Linked DNA regions of Sus scrofa: region 2 is linked to region 1. A link is a contact called in public Hi-C data. All regions are on one chromosome and are shown on one strand. Each heading gives the region's core, a stretch centred on a gene start, on an enhancer-like site or on the middle of the called end of the contact. The rest is flanking DNA. Distances are from core to core; before and after follow the strand shown. Region 1 holds the start of MLLT3 (protein AF-9). Region 2 holds the start of HAUS6 (HAUS augmin-like complex subunit 6).

Region 1 (5,082 bases), core at 1,430-3,929:
TTCTGAATGTGTAAGTGCATTGCTTAAATTACTCTCAGGGAATAATTTACACATGAAGAGGCTCTGGTGGTTAAAAAAGCTTTGTGTATTTCTTACCTCTGGAAATAGTCCTGGACTAGGCGCTTAAGTGAGTATCAAAGCAATTGTTTTTTCAAAGAGGTAATGATTTGTACTATTCAGGGGTTCCCAATACACTCTATCTAGAACTGTGAATTAAACATAATGTTAGAACATTTTGAACCAAAAATTTCCATAAGAAACAGAGGGATGGTCTCAAATGAGAAAATATGCTCATGATCTTGAAAAGGCTTAGTAAGCTTTCTTTCATTGTGAGTTTTTTTTTTCTTTAAAAGAGCTGCAATAAGATGAACATAGAAAACACTTCAGGTCAAGGAAAAAGAAATTAGAACTTGGCTGTGGTTGCAAAAAAAGATATTACTCCCCTCCCACCTTATTTTAATCATTGAAAGGTAGAATTGAAGGCAACGCCTCTGGGCTTCTAATCTGTCCCACTGTTTTTCTTATCCTTGGGCTGTTCCTGTCAAATTTGCATGCTGCTTGCTTAGGTGTGACACCTGTCTCTATCCCAAATTTAGGCATTATAAAATTTTTTTTTAAAAGGCTCTGGTAAAACATCTCCCTTGGGCCTTTTCCTTCTGTGACAGCAGGAACCCTGTCATTCTCATATTCTTAGAGCCTAACTCTGTGCCTGGCACATGGAATGGGAGAAATATTTTGGTGAATGAACACATGGGTAAAGCATACAGAAAAAGTGCAGTATTATGGGAAAAAAATCCTTAATTATTCTGAGTGTAATATTTGCAAGATGTTTAGTTATATTTGCCCCATTATTTTTTTTCCCACACATCTTCTTCCTTTCCCCAAAAAATCCAAAAGAATAAGCAATGGTTAATTCTTATTGATTTATTTGAGTTCATGTATCAATAAGCTATCACAACAAATAGGTAAAGTTCTATAAGAAGCAACCGCTGCTCTTTGACACTAATCATTCTTTAAAGGAGTTACGTTGTACTAGAAATATTCAAACTGGCCTCAACTGCTAAACTAAACAAACTAATTACAAACAAAAGGGCTGGAGCCTAAACGATGGTGGTAGGGTAGGGAGGCAATGGCAATGACGGTGATCAGGAGTTAAAAACCAGTCCCAGACACCATTCCCATGCGTCCCTTTTTACACTTCATCAACCATTTTATTCGATATGATAATGTCAATTGCTTTTCTTTTCTGCTTCTCAAAAACTAACCCTATGGTGCCTCACAATATGCTAAGTACTACAGTATGAATTTTGGTAAGATAATTGCTTTTTGAAGAAATAAATGGTTTTTATCTCTCATCACTTCCATTTAATTTTTTTTTTTTGGAAAAAGTTTGTCTCAAAATTTATTTGCAAAATATTTTCTGTAATTAAATCGTCAAGAACCCAAAGGGTTGTTTCATGCTTGTTGTACTTCACCTAAAGTGCAAAGATCTTCAGGTATGATGGATAGAAAATTAATCTGCTGTTTTTTCTGTTTTGATTGCTTTTAATTAATAGTTTATTAGATTATGTTATAAATAATATATTGAAAGATTGACATAAATTCTTTTGCCCAAAAGTTGAATCTCAGTATTCAGGATTGCCTTTTCTTTTCCCTCCGGTCTTGGTCTTTTTTGTTTTAACGAGGTCACGTAAGGACGTCCGTGGAAGGGCTCCGTGCGCCATCTACTGACAGAATCTATTTTTCCAGGGTCTGGAGAAAGAATTACCCCTAAAGGTTTTTAAAAGCATTCTTTGAGAAAGGAGGAATAATGGGAAAAGAACCTTTCTTTGATCCCATGGTTTACTTGTGATTCCTGGAATAAATCTTATTCAGCAGACACATAATTCCGAAAGGAGACATTCTTCCCTCATTGCGAGTACAAGTTACAGAGAAAATTCCAAGACAGCCCGGTTGGTGTTGCTAGAAGTTAGCCAAGCCCTGAAGTCAACTCAAAGGAAGAATGGATTGTTGTTTTTTACCTGCGTGCTAAGCTAGACTCGTTGCCTCATGGTTGCCACCTTCCAGAAAGTGGCCTTATTAATGGCACATCCAGATAACAATCACTTTCCTATCTTACGACTCCAAAGGACTTCTAATTTGATTATTCTATCTAAAAATGCAATAATGCATAGCAAGTACGTCCACTCTTCACGTAGACCCTAACATACAGCTTGTCTATGTGTGTGTAAACTTAGTCCGTATACACACACAGACACACATACACCTAAAAAATATTATGCATATATGTACATGTGGGTCTAAGAAATCTAAGAGAAGTTTAAGCTTTTGGCCTTGGACTAAAATGTTTCTATCCTCAGCTGTTTTCTACATTACATGCTAAATCCAATAGAAGGGTGGGAGGAATTAGGGTCCTAAAGCAGAAGAGGTTTTCTTGGTTGTAACTGGGGGAGAGGAGAGCATCAGTTTTAGGGGTTCAACGCACTGAAGCCGGAGGCTTGGATTGTAAATTAAAATTGGTCCGAACCGGTCAGATCTGATTCCGATTAGCTCCCTGTGAGCAGCTGGGAGAACTGAAAAATTAACATTAAGGATCCCAGGTGCCCCGGCTAACCTCTTTCCCCCTATTGTGCTTGCTCCCTTTAATTCAATGGCCCATACAACTTGTTTTGGTGGTTTTAAGAAAAAGGAAAAGAAGAAAGCAAGAAAGTTGAGCCAAAAAATGCAAGACAGGGCAGATAAAGAAGGCAGGTAGAAGAGAATAAAGCCAAAGGAAAGACTGAGAAAGAAGGAGATGAGGGAAAAAGGGAAGAAAAGAAGAGCAAAAAAGGAATGTGGGCTATAGGAAGATGCAGGGATCTTTCTTTAACGAACCGAAGTTACAGCTATCTTTCACTTTCAAATCAATTGTCTAGATCTTATCCGTTTCCTTTGTAAAGGTTGTCTGCGCTGCTAAAGGAAGCTAGTTAGTACTCCTACTCCGCCCCACGCGTGGCTGCGCTGTTCTATCCCCCGCCACTGAGAGCAAGTTCAACCCAAGTGAGAAGCATCGCAGGAGCGCGACTTTGGGAACACTCCAGCGACTGGTTGTCACTCGGGAACCTAACAGGATTAATACCCGGAGATGGATTACGCTGTCTGTCACCAATTCGCCTAAAGATTATAATCCAATTTATGCCCATTACAGTCAGTATTAACTTTATCTGCTATTTTAAGACTCCCAGTTGTCCCTGGCGTTCTCAGAGGACAATCTTCCACGTTCTGATGCAACCCAGCAGGCTGTCAGGAGGGGCAACCTCCCCAAGAAAACAACTCCTAGCCTGGTCCCCGCGGGTCTGCACCCAGCAGCACTCCCAGGTATCTATCTCACCTTCACCTGGGCACTGCTTTGTTATGCCTTCCAGCCGGGGATTACCAACGCGGGAGGCGGTCCCTGGGAAGGAAATTGCCGTCTTGTTTCTCTGGCTTGTTCATTTTAAAATTGTCGATGGCGGTGCAGGAAGGGAGGGGGTGAGTGGATAGGGAAGGGGGCCAGGGAATTGTTGCCGGTTATAACTGTCTCAGCGATTGCTTTTAGACGCTTGTTTGCAGGATGGCATTTCTCTCGCTCTGTCTTTAAATAAGTTTGTTTGGGTGTAATTTCTTGCCGTTTCAGCACAAAACCATAAAAAGATGTGGTGGAAAGTAAAAGAAACCCCCTTCCCTTCCCCGAGCGTGCTAACTAACGCCAAAGACTTGATTTAACGCCCCTTCTCGGGAGGCTGGGGGCTCTAGGCAGTGGCTACATTCCAGCAGTTTTAATCCGTTTTTTATTGTAGGGCGAGAGGAGTTTACACAGGGGCTGGGATGGTTCCCCAGCTGGCTGCTCTCCCCACCCCAGCGTCCCCTCCCCGCCCTTCTCCCCACCCCCAGCAGGAACCTGTTACTTTAAGCGAGGCGTTCCAGTGTGGCGGTGCTGGCCGCCAGGGCTTCGGGAGGTGGCCGGTGATTGGCTCTTTCGAGCTCCCCCTTGCTTGCTCGCTCTGCCTCCCCGCGCGCTCCGCCCCGCCCGCGCGCCCTCCCTCCGCCCCTTGAGGCTCAGAGCCCCGGTGTCAGGCGCCACAGCGCATGCTCCGGAATCTCATCCTCCGGCCCTGGAGCTGCTGCTGCTGCTGCTGCTTTTGCTTTTAGGGCTGAGTGTAATAAGCGAGCGAGCGAGCAAGCGAACGCGGGGGGAAAAAGGCAGAGAATGTCCGCCATCTACCCTCCGCTCCTGGGCGCGCTCTCATTCATAGCAGCCTCTTCATGAATTACAGCTGAAGGGGGCGGGGGAGGGGGGTAGCACACAACACCCCAGCAAACCTCCGGGCCCCCAGGCATGGCTAGCTCGGTAAGTACATGCAAAAATAATAATAAAAGACTGCCCCCCCCCGCCTTTCCTCCCTCGCCCTGCGCCGCCGCCGCCGCCGCAGCCCAGACAGCGCCAGCGCTCCGCGGTCCTAATTAGAGAAAGGTTGGTACGGCTTGCAGGGAGCTGCTGCCTCTCCCTCAGCCTCCGCTCCCCTCCCTCTCCAACCCCCCCCCCCGGCGCGCGCGCACACACACACACATACACACTCACACACTAACACACACTCGCCCCTCCACCCTCCGCGCCTCCCTCCCTTCTCGCCTCTCTTTGCAATCGCAAGAAGCGCACTCTCGCTCACACGCGCGTACTCACACACACACACTAACACACGGTGGAAGGAGGCGAATAATAACTCAGCCATATTTCAGCCGCCGCCGCCGCCGGGAGCCGCGGGCACAGTCCGGCGACGCGGCGAGCAGCCTGGGCGGCCGCTACGATGGTGCGTTCTCCGCGGCGCGCGAGTGTGAGCTGGAGTCTGCGGGCTGACAGCGACGGGGCCGCACGCAACTTTGCCCCCGCTCTGGGCTGTCCGCAGTCGGGGCTCCGCGGCTGTCCGCCTGCCGCCCTGCCTTTCTGAATTTCATTTTTTGGGGGGAGGTGAGAGGTACTTTGGGGCCACTTTGGCTCTTGGAAGTGTGTTGCGGGGGCTCTGTTAGGCTGGCCTCGTCGATCGCGTGAGGCTTTTCGCTTGG
Region 2 (5,407 bases), core at 1,945-4,444, 1.4 Mb after region 1:
TAGGGGGCCTCCCGGATAAATCTTATCTTGAAAGGTGACTCTGATTGTAGAGACAATCATTTGGGAAGGTTGTTTCTACTCTCAAGATTGTTGCCGGTCTCATTTCCTCCTTTCCTCTTCTGTCTATCCTCATCTCTGTTATTAAAGACCTCAAAGGCCAGGTTGGTAAGTTCAGATTGGGGAATCTGAGGGCCCTTTTCCAATTTTTGGAGTTCGTGACGGGTATCAGGAGCTGAGTGGGAGGCAAAATGTGTTGCCAGGATTGTTTTGCCTTCCCTAGAGATTAAATTTATTTATTTATTTATTATTTATTTTTGGTCTTTTGTCTTTTTAGGGCCACACCTGTGGCACATGAAGGTTCCCAGACTGGAGTCAAAAGGAGGTGTAGCTGCCGGCCTATGCCAGAGCCACAGCAACGCCAGATCCAAGCCGCATCTGTGACCTACACCACAGCTCACAGAAATGCTGGATCCTTAACCCACTAAGCCAGGCCAGGGATCAAACCGGCAACCTCATGGTTCCTAGTCAGATTTGTTTCCTCCGTGCCATGACGGGAACTCCTAGAGATTAAATTTAAATTGGTAAAAAGGTATAGAGCCTCGGAAAGGCAGGACAGGAAAAGAGCAGGGTGTTCATCTGGGTCCTGACTAATTTCTTTAACTTTGTAATAATCCACAGCCTTGGTAGTGGCTCTTTTCACATCTTCAATGAGGCAAGTAAGCATATAGTCTGGTCTGTGTCTATCTTGGGACCCTGGAGTTCCCATTGTGGCTCAGCGGGTTACAAACCTGACTAGGATCCATGAGGACACAGGTTCAATCCCTGGCCTCGCTCAGTGGGTTAAGGATCCAGTGTTGCCGTGAGCTACTGTATAGGTTGCAGATGTGTCTCAGATCCCATGTTGCTGTGGCTGTGGTGTAGGCCAGCAGCTGTAGCTCGGATTTGACCCCTAGCCTGAGAACCTCCATATGCTGCAGGTGTGGCCCTAAGATAAAAACAAACAACAACAACAACAAAACACAACCAAAACTGTCTTGGGACACTACTTGATAGTTCCAATTGGGATAATTGTCAGGGACTGCTGTGGGTACTGGTGCCTAAACACTGGGTTGATGCTTTTTGAAGTCATCCCCATATTCTCCAGCTTTAGTCCAGATTCTAGCTCAGTCTTCTGTATTAGTGCAAGAGGAGAAAATGACAGTATGTTGCCAAGAAAGGTCATAGGTTAAAGTAAGGTAATCAAATTCCTTAGTAAATTTGGTGGAGTCTTCTGAGAAATTGCCTAACTTGAGTTCTACTTGGGAAAAATAAGGCATAGAAAAAGGACAAGAACAAATATGATTCCTTAGGGGTCAGCCTCCTCTTGCAAGAGAAACTGGGTGGCTGGCTCAGAAGGGGGCTGAGGAGCACATCCAGACTGAGTATGACTGGGAGAAGGAGAACAAGGGGCCGGTGGAGGATAGGCTGGAGGCAGAGAGGGAGAGGGTGTCCGGGGTCTGAGAGGGGGAGGGGGGATGAACCTGGAGAGGAACACAAGGAGAGGGACAGTGGGAGATCTTCAGGGTCCAAAGGAGGAGACAGAGAAGTAGGGGTTAATAGGAGCATGTGGCAAGAGCACTGCAGGTTAGAGTACTGAGAAAGTTGAAGGAAAGCCTGGACACAAGGAATTTAAACCATTTGCTGAGAGGGTGACAGTAGAGGCCAAGTTGGAGAATAGCATAGTTGAGAGGGCTGTCCTTGGGCCAGACCTCCTGGTGGCCAAATTATACTGGGGTTAGCAGTATTGCAGAAAAAGATCGTTCATTTAAAGGTTTGAGGTTGTCTAATCTAAGATCTTTCCCATGTTTGAGGAGTCATCCCAAGGGAGAGTGTTTTGCCTATGCAGACTGACAGTTGTCCATAAGGACAACTAGAAGGAAGATAGGAGAGAGACTTTTGAGGGCAGGGGCTATTCTGGGAATCCCCAAATTCCCAAAGGGCATCCCCCTGTGGGACCTAGAGAGATTCGTTCTGGAGTCGACCTAGAGAGATTCATTCTGGAGTCGGATGTCCAGGAGTCTCAGAAATGAATCAGTGACTTGATCCAGCAATCCCACTCCTGGGCATCTATCCAGAGAAAACCATGACTCGCAAAGACACATGTACTCTGATGCTCATTGTAGCACTATTTTCAATAGCCAAGACATGGAAACAACCTAAATCTCCATCAACAGAGGAGTGGATCAAGAAGATGTGGTACATATACACAATGGAATATCACTCAGCCATTAAAAGGAAGGAAACACTGGCATTTTTAGCAACATGGATGGACCTAGAAATTATCATGCTAAGTGAAGTCAGCCATACAATGAGACACCAACATCCAATGCTTTCACTGACATGTGGAATCTGAAATAAGGACACAATGAACTTCTTTGCAGAAGAGATACTGACTCACAGACTCTGAAAAACTTATGGTCTCCAAAGGAGACAGTTTGGGGGGTGGGGGGATGTGCTGGGATTGTGGGATGGAAAGCCTATAAAATTGGATTGTGATGATCATTGCAAAACTACAAATGTAATAAATTCATTGAGTAATAAAAAAAGAAAAACTGAGTGTTGATTGTACAGAAAAAAAAAAAAAAGAAAGAAAGAAAAAGAAAATGAATCAGTGCCAAGAGGAAAGTGAGTCCCCCCTGCCCCAGGTCAAATTCCGACCTAGATAGTGACAGATCCGACGCTGGAATTTCTGTCCCTCAGATTCTGTCACTGTTTTCCCGAGAATGTCCCTTGAGAGACTTAAACAGCTTGTGCTTTCTTTGGCTGGCGACAATGAGGGTCTTGCCAAAAGTTGAAGTAAGAGAATTCGGTCAGTGAGGTTTCCCCCGTACATGCCACCAGGGGTGAAGGGAACATTCAGCACTTGAGGGCATAGAAGATTTTTACTAATAGACCCGAGGATCAGAAGTTAGGCGAATTGCTCAGACTTAGACATGTACCCTCACATGCTTTTTCTACAATAGTGAACAACAGTCTACGTTTTTTGCCTGACGTAATAAGCCTACACGAGCAAAAGGAACCACAGAGATCAGAAAAATAGAATCAGAAAGCGCGAAACCGGAAAGAGTCCGCAAAATGCACAACCCCGGCAGTGCGTTGAGGGTCTAGTAAGATCTTGGTTGGTTAGGACCAGAAGGGGCGGAGAGAGGGCGCATTGCATGGCGGGAGAGACAATTCTCCGCGGAAGTCCCTCCTCCTCTGAAAACCGGGCGGTGTCGGCGCCAACCGCTTTCCGGGCAGCGCGGGAAGCTCGGTTTGTGGTGGTTTCCTTTTGACCGCTGTCCCATACTATCCTTAGAGGCTTTATATCCCTGAGACGTTACAATTTCAGGCCATTCGAGGCATTTGAGGCTATTTAAGACGAAATGGCTTCGGGCGAGAGAGGAGAAGGCGGTGGTAATGGAGGTGCTGCTGCCACCTCAGGCTGCCGGTAGGGAGGGAGTCTGAGGAACCTCTTAGTCGTTGGAGCCTGAGCTTTTTTCCTTTGGCGGGTCCCTGCCTGCTGCTAAGATGAGCTCTGCCTGCATCACTTCTTTCGAGAAGGAGCATCTCTGGATGTATCTGCGGGCACTCGGCTTCGACCCGGGCCCGGCGACCATAGCCTGCGGAAAGATCGTGTCTCACACGCACCTCGGAGTGTAAGGAGGCCCGGGCGGTGGGGCGGGAAAATCCGAACCCAGTCGCGCCGGGGCAACCCACTCTCTTGCGGACTTCCCAGGTGTTGAATTAAGTATTGGAGCGGTTGCTGTGGCCCGACACTGTCTTCTAGTTCCTGCTCTCAGTGGCTGCTAGCCTGGCGATGGAAACTATCAATTATTGGACCTTGCTGGGAGCGCTTTGTAGGGGAGTAGAGTCAGCAAGTGGGGTAAAAACTGGAGGGGCGGCTTATTTCTGCTTTGGAAGCAAGCTGAGTAGTCCGTGATGTCGAGGTAGAGGTGGCGGCTTGGTAATGGAAGGACGTGTGCAAACGCCTTTAGGACTCTAGGGAACCTTGTAAAGTGGTTACTCTTTATATTTCTACTTCTTGAATTAGCAAATTGCATGAACTTGCCACAGTTAGCAAAAAACTGGTAGAGAGAATGGTGTTAAGATGAAGAGTAAATCCATTTCCTACTTTGCCACAAATATTACAGTTGTTATTTCTAATACTGAATACTTTGTTTATATCTTTGTGTGTTAACTTGCCAACTTTAGGCAGTATCTATTATCTTTCTCACTGTAGGCCAGGGGAAATTTGAGATACATGGAACCAGCCACTTTTGCAACCTACACTACAGTTCATGGCAACGCCAGATCCTTAACCCACTGAGTGAGGCCAGGGATAGAACCTGTGTCCTCATGAATGCTAGTCAGATTTGTTTCCTCTGAGCCATGAGGGGAACTCCATGTATGTTTTTCTTAATTGGCTGTAAGTATGTGTACGTGAATTACAAAAATTAATTTGCCATGACCTATTGAACAGAATTAAAAATATTAATTTTTTTTTTTTTTTTTTTTTGCTTTTTCAGGGCACACCCATGGTATATGGAGGTTCCTAGGCTAGGGGTCTAATTGGAGCTGCAGTTGCCGGCCTATGCCAAAGCTGCAGCAATGCCAGATCCGAGCCACATCTTCGACCTGTACCATAGTTCACGGCAACACTGGATCTTTAACCCACTGAGCAAGGCCAGGGATCGAACCCACAACATGGTTCCTAGTTGGATTTGTTTCTGCTGCACAATGATGGGAACTCCGAAAAATACTAATTGGTATCAAACTGTTATAAAACTTTTAATGATGTTTAGTTTTATTAACCATTCCCCCTCACCCTCTTCTGTTTCTTTTCAAACCACTAGGAACATGTTTGATAGGCTGAACCGTGATGCCTTTCAAATAGTTTGTTATTTTTTGTTTCAAACACTGGACCAGTCTCTCACCAAAGAAGTTTTCAAGTAAGTAAAAGATGTTCCTTTTTTTTTTTTTGATAAGGGATTATGCTATGATATAAGCCAAAATTTCTACTTTGGCATCGAATATTGTTTTCAATGGGTGTTAGAAAAATCAGGTTTGGGTCTTACAAATTTATAAATCTGAGTGATTTTTTTTTTGTAATTATACTAAAATCACTGTAGATTTCATAAGTAAAAGGGATTTTGTTTATAAACTTAATTCCTATCATAGTCTTAATTACTTTCCAGAACAGTTAACTAGTACTAATCTATCTGTACACTTAATTTTGCTTTACTTTTTTTTGTTGTTGTTAATTATCCCCCTCTCACTCCTTTTTTTGTAGGCAATACTATTCATTTTGTCTTTTTTTAAATTTCCTAGGTCTCTGTGAATCCTTATTATTTTTGTTGGTGATATGTAAAAGTGTCAAGTGCTGTAG

What was found. A called contact is a pair of places that touch in the nucleus more often than the background predicts.
Region 2: a contact with region 1 is called in a Hi-C map of heart right ventricle, with 7 times the contacts expected there. The contact joins the promoter of HAUS6 here to the promoter of MLLT3 in region 1. A contact is called at or near these places in 1 of 5 promoter capture datasets (fetal skeletal muscle) and 1 of 47 Hi-C or Micro-C datasets (heart right ventricle).

The regions. Positions count from the first base shown.
Region 1 is chr1:202,314,779-202,319,860 of Sscrofa11.1, forward strand. MLLT3 (protein AF-9) reads left to right here and starts at 2,680. Exons shown (of 11, transcript XM_013993522.2): 1 at 2,680-3,357. The coding sequence starts at 3,175.
Region 2 is chr1:203,717,059-203,722,465 of Sscrofa11.1, forward strand. HAUS6 (HAUS augmin-like complex subunit 6) reads left to right here and starts at 3,195. Exons shown (of 17, transcript XM_013993527.2): 1 at 3,195-3,292; 2 at 4,875-4,970. The coding sequence starts at 3,198.